2 separate regions of the Hordeum vulgare genome follow, and region 2 is linked to region 1. A link is a contact called in public Hi-C data. All regions are on one chromosome and are shown on one strand. The core of a region is the stretch at or near the end of the contact, and the rest is flanking DNA. Distances in the headings are between cores, read along the strand shown. Region 1 holds the start of LOC123427544 (copper-transporting ATPase HMA5). Region 2 holds the start of LOC123427548 (BEACH domain-containing protein C2).

The links. Hi-C and Micro-C count contacts between places; a contact is called where the count stands out from the background.
Region 2: a Hi-C map of seedling shows a contact between it and region 1, with 2.5 times the contacts expected there. The contact joins the promoter of LOC123427548 here to the promoter of LOC123427544 in region 1. A contact is called at or near these places in 2 of 6 Hi-C or Micro-C datasets (leaf and seedling).

The regions. Positions count from the first base shown.
Region 1 is chr2H:593,744,830-593,747,877 of MorexV3_pseudomolecules_assembly, reverse strand. It overlaps LOC123427544 (copper-transporting ATPase HMA5), which reads left to right and starts at 1,466. Exons shown (of 6, transcript XM_045111619.1): 1 at 1,466-2,069. The coding sequence starts at 1,533.
Region 2 is chr2H:593,964,949-593,967,996 of MorexV3_pseudomolecules_assembly, reverse strand. LOC123427548 (BEACH domain-containing protein C2) reads right to left here and starts at 1,542. Exons shown (of 31, transcript XM_045111625.1): 1 at 1-1,542. The coding sequence starts at 1,204.

The DNA of each region.
Region 1 (3,048 bases), core at 217-2,716:
TTTGAGCTCTCGGGGAGAAATATACGTTGGTGGCGGGGGTGGAATGGGCTTATCTATGTCAACCTCATTCATCACCCTCCCTCCTTCAGTCTGATCCTTCTCACTTCCCATACTGTGTGTGCTGCTAGATGCTGTTCGCACCCTTGTGCTTTCATGCTGACAGATCGACAGAGCTAAGTTCAGACTACGCCGGGTTCCTGAATCATTATCCGATGCTTCTCCCTCGGGTCTGGGTGCTTTCAAAGGACTAGTAACATCATCTTCCTCTCCCTGTCCATCATCCAGTCCCGCATCCTGGGACGATCTCTTGCGAGCTGGAGATGTATTGCCCTTGTTACCACCACGCCCCCTGCCACCAGTTCTTGCTCTCCCTCCAGAACGACCGCCTCTTCCTACGTGGTCCTCATCTCTCTTACCCGACGCCACCTCCTTCCTCTGTGCCAGCATCCAGCTCCCCCATTGTTTCTGCTTCGCCTCCCACACACCATCACCACACTCCTCATGGTTGTGTCCCATAAGTCCACAAACCTGACAGAAATATGGTGTTTTCTCATACTTGATAGGGAACATGCGACGGCCCTCCCCTGATACTACCAGAGCCGTAACCCTAGTAAGAGGTTTGCCAACCAGTATGCGCGCGCGAACTCGCACGTAACCACCTGCGTAGAACAGTCTGGGAGAGAGTTGGATTTCCTTGACCCTACCAATGCGCCGGGCAAGCTGATCCACAATGTCCATACTCCTATACATATCAGGGATCCCATGAATCTGTGCCCAGACATGGATACCATCGAGCACCACCTCCGCAGGGTTCGTCTTCCCGTCATAGTCCTCCACTATAAGCCCCATGCACCGGAACAGCCACGGTCCTCCATGGACCACCTTCTTCCAATCCCCCAAGCAGAACATCTGGAACACAAACAGATTGTCTCCCGCTTCTCTGTACTTCGGGGATTTAGCCAATCCCCACATTGTTTTTAGGGTTTCAAACATAGCTGCCGATGAGAAAGGCCGAGAGGTGTGCAACTTCCAAATCGCAAGCCACCGTGCGTCCGCCTCAAGTTTCTTGACCTCCTCTTCGCCCACCACCACATCATCTAGTACTTCGTCCTTCAGATCAAGGTGCTGCAACATGTCCTCCAGATTCTTTCCAGTCCACCCCGAGGAGGAGGACGACCCATTGTCTCCTGCCATCGCACCCCGTGGAAAGCGCCCAAATTGCCTCGCCCGGGCTAGCCCAGCGATCGATAATCCTCACGTCGGCGATCGGATCGCCGTCGGAGGTCCTAAAACCCTAAACGAGAGGGTATTGCAGCATCGGGGGCCGCCACATGGTTAAGCACGGCCGTGGCGGCGTCGGCCCTTGTTCACGAGAGCTGCCAACGTCGGCCTTTGTGCTGGCCACGCGACGGAGCCCAAACAAATACTGCTTTTGCGTTGTGTCCGCAGCTCGATCTTTCCAGTCGGTTATACCGGAATTCTCCACCCGCCTACGCGACTGACGTGCAGCGGCCATATTCTAACATCCGACGATGCGAGCACTAGAGCGCAGCTCGCTTTGCTTTCCCCACAGTCTCATTTTCGGGAAAAAGGAGCGCACACGATCGGCGCCACCCTCCCCGCCCTATAAATCCGGCAATGCTCGAAGCAGCCCCCAAGCAGCTCCGCAGCGATCGTCGCGAGCTCCAGCGGTCGCCATTCCCGGACGCCGGAAGCCCTCTCTCGGGATGGCGGCGGGCACTCGGGGCGCCGTCTTCCTCGCCTGCTTCCGCGGCGGCGGCGCCGAGGGGAGCGGCCACCGCCTCGCGCTGCGGCCGCGGTACCCGCCCATGCCGCGGCGCACCAAGGCGGCCGCGGTCGCCGGCGATCTGGAGGCCGCGGCGGGGGCGGACGAGGAGGGGGAGGAGGAGGAGGAGAAGGTGGCGGTGTTTGCAGTGACCGGCATGACCTGCGCCGCGTGCGCCGGGTCGGTGGAGAAGGCCGTCAAGCGGCTCCCCGGCATCCACGACGCCGCCGTCGACGTCCTCGGCTGCCGCGCGCAGGTCGCCTTCTACCCGGCATTCGTCTCGGTGAGCAGAGCAGAGCACCCTGATTTCTCGGCCTTCCCGCACCTGTTAAGCACGCCCAACATCCGCCGGCCGTTCTGCATTCTAGGGGGGATGGGGGGGCGACCTGCGCGTGGGGTTGGGATGAATTTAGGATTCTAGACGGTCGCGTGTGATTACTTTGAGATTTTCTTTTGTGAAAATGCTGTGCATACTTTTGATGTACAGTTATAGATCAGTACAATGATTCATCCCTTTGGATTTGGGGCATATGGTTGGTGCTGTGCTTATACGTCAAGTCACATGCATTGTGTCCTTATCAGAAGCCTGAAAACTGATACACGGGCATTTTTAGCTTTAGGAAGTCCCAGCATCACAAAATTGGCTGATATTGGGAGCATTGGTTACTTTGCGAGGTGATAGACTATAGATTTGTAGAGGAAAAACTGTGTCATTCTGTGCAACTACTCTGAACCCAAAATACTTCGCTAAGGTTCAGCCGTTTCGCTACGGTTTTCTTCCAATTTCTTCTAAGGAAGGGATTTAGGCAGCGTCTTGGAGAATCCAGTGGCAGAGGCTAAACAAAAACTCCTGCTAGACAACCAATGCCGGCACGTATGGTTAATAGCATCACTCAAGGAGAGGGATTCATGTGGCCTTAGTTGGTTTTCCTTTTGAGATGAGAAACGTTTAAAGGGGTGGTGGCCCTGAAAGTTCATGCATTTATTGACTTTGTGTGGTTCACAAGGCTACAGCTAGACAACTTTGCTTCTGATGTGAAACTGCTAACTACTTTAAAACATCGAGTGGCCGATTTGGGTTCTCATTACATGCCTAGTTGTAAATACTGTGATGTGCACAAGGCTGCAGGCTCAGTATGAGGCTTGATTTGGGAAAATTAGATTGATGGTTCCTACTTATTGTTTATGTTTACAAGTTTTCAACTACAAGTGCAGATAACCTTGTCTACAAGTACAACTAACATAATTCTGAAAGTGTGGAT
Region 2 (3,048 bases), core at 293-2,792, 220 kb before region 1:
GTGGTTTCGATATGCGCGGGAAATCAAAAGCACGGCTCTCATGCAGACTACCATCCACATACAATCTCAATTCACTGTCTCCCTTCCCAAGCAAACCATGCTTGTTTGTGTGCTCTAGCCCAACAAAGTACCAGCGCTGAGGCTTGAACGCATAAGTGAAGTGCAGAGAAGCCTTCTTGCCCTTCCCACCCCCGCTCTCCACCACCAAGAATTGGCCATGGAAGTAAGCCTCCACACCCTGGTTATCCGAAGAGAGAAAGCTGAAAAGCCGTGGCATGTGTGTTGTACCTTCTCCTGCAAGGGCACTGGCCGCTGCAGCTGCTGACATTGCTGATGATTTTCCAGATGTTGCTGCTGCAGCCGCGGCAATTGCAGCAGCGGCTGTTGCTGTGCTAAGTGTGTCAGAGAATGATTCAATATAAATCCAAGTAGCAAATCCATAGCCACTCGAGAAGGGCCACCTGCTATCGCCAGGACCAAGCAGACCAGAGCTCTCCCCATCAAACTCAAACGTCGCGGCAGGACCTCTTGCTTCCTCACTGCCCATAGCTTTCTCAAGTGCCAGGATCAGTGGTGTGGCCCAGCTCGTCCCGAGCGCCTTCTTAACCAAGCCAAGCCAGGAATGGAGGTCCTTCACACTAAGCGAGTGGCCACCCAAGAGCTGAATGCACTGAAGCAGTGGTGTCCCGTCCCAGCTACTAGTGCTACTCTGGCCTGTTCCAACGAACAGCTTCTCTGCAGACTCAAGGAGCACGGATAGGAGGCCTGAGGAAGAGCACATGGCACGGTTGCGGGTGCAGGCCCCTAGCGCGGCGTGCAGGCCAATAGCCATACGAGTGCGTGGTGATGGCTCGTCGCTGCAGGGGAGGTGAGGCAGGAGCTCAGCGGCAGTGATGGCGGCGCGCGAGTTGGACATGATGCTCGGGGAAGTACCAGTGCCAGTGGTGTCCCTAACCTCGTCGAGGTCATCCACGCCGCCCATGGTTCCGAGCAGAACATCGACGACGTAGTGCGGTAGCTCGCCCTGCCCCTCAGAGACCATCTCGAGGAGGCAGTCCACCCGGCCTCCACGATCGCCCATGACCGCCGCATCCACGGCCTGCACCACCTCCTGCGGCGCGGCAGCTGGCACTCCGGGAGGCCGATGCCGACTCCTCAGCGGTGGCGAAGTCTCCGGCGGCATCGTGGGCGTGCCCGTGCTCATCTTCGGACTTGGCGTCCCCTTCTCAACACCCACCTCCTCGCTGAGCGAAACCGCGGCGAACTGCTGCACGGAGCCCTGCTCCTGAAGCGCAGAGGGAGGCCCCGGCGTGCCCGTGCTCGTCTCCTGACTCGACACCCCCTCCTCCGCGACCACCTCATCCGTGAGCGAAACCTGCGCGAACTGCTCCGCCACGGAGCCCTGCTGTCGGGGCGTCGGCAGCGGCGCTGACGTGCCCGCGCTCGTCTCCTGACTCGACGCCGCCTCCTCGACGCCCACCTCGTCGGTGAACGGCAGCGGCGCGAGCTGCTCCGCGGAGCCCTGCTCCCGAGGCGCCGGCGACGAAGCTGGCGTGGCCGCGCTCGTTCCCGGGCTCGTCGGCGCCGCGTCGGCGAGCGGAACGGACGGGCCCTGCTCCGGAGGCGGCGGCGAGGAATCGCGCATCTCGCGGGCGTCCTCGGCCATTGCGAGGGCTTACTTCATCAACACCGCATCCGAAGAAAGCCCTCCGAATAAAAATGCGAGCGGAATCGGTCAACGATAGTGGGACAGCGAAGCGGAGACTGGTTGGAGAGGGGGGGGAGAGATCGGAGTGAACGGCGGCGCGCAATGTGGGCGGGGATCAGCGCAGATCTAATTGAGAGGCGGCCGGGGAAATGGCTGCCGGGAGGGGGGTGGGATGGATCAGCGGCGATGCGTGACGAGATCCGGGGAGGGAGAGGGGGAGGCGGATGGGATGGGATGGGATGGATGAACTGACGAAGAGAAGGGGAAGGGCACGGGAGAAGGAGACGCGGCCGGTTCACGGGTTGCGGCTGGCTGGAGGAGTAGCTAGCTAGCCGGCCATCCAGCTTACTTTTCAGCTCCGGGTTTGGGCTTAGGCCCGTTAAGGAAGCGAGGTTAGGAGCTGGGCCCGTGTTGGCGGCGACACAAGAGCGCCAATCGGAACGAGCCAGTGACTAATCACTTTATCATAATAAACACCAGTTGCTCAAAAAAAATACTTGATCATAAACACCATTTGATGCGCAATTAAGAGAACACCAATTTATGCCATCTCAAAAGAAAAATAAGCTTTCCTAAAAAAAAATGCAGACGATATTCCGTTGACACTAAAATGTGGATTATATAAATTAAGGAAATGTCGGAAGGTGTATTTGGTACAAGTACAAGACCCTCGAAAGTTACTTAAGCTTCCCATTATTGTTAACAAAAAGTGTGAAAAATGGGACCTCCCAGCTAACACAGCAGGCGGCTAGGCCTCGTTTCTTATGGCGTTAGGATCATAGAAACGCGGTGAATCCCGCTAGTGGAAGGCTTTCGTTTTTATGCCTTTTGTTTTTTGTTATGGTATACATGATGTTTAGGAAAATCTGACGGCGGTGATTTTTTGAAGATGAAATGATGATCTTCTCGTTTAGCCTCCGTTCCAATGGTGCATCTAGTATCATTTGGGGCGTATGAAGGTGTGTTTTCGGTAAATCTCGTAGGATCCGGTTGGTTGTTGTCTTTGGTAAACCAGTTGTTGTCATTGATGAATCCACTCGGATCCAGTCTTCGAACGTTTACGTCGGTGTGTCTTTAGGTTGGATACTTTCGATCTAAGCTTATCTTCATCGACGACAGTTGCTGTTCTGGTACGTTAGTCTTACGAGACCTTAGCACAACGACTTTTCGACTATCTGCTACAGCAAGTTTTGCCCGGCTTTGTTGAGGAAGGAGTGATGACAGCGGCACACCTTCAGCTCGCTTCAATGCTTGTGCTCGTCGTTAGATGGTCTATAGATCTGGATGTAATTTTTATAATCTTTAGTGTACGGTGTACTGCTGTGGTTGATAATCAATAG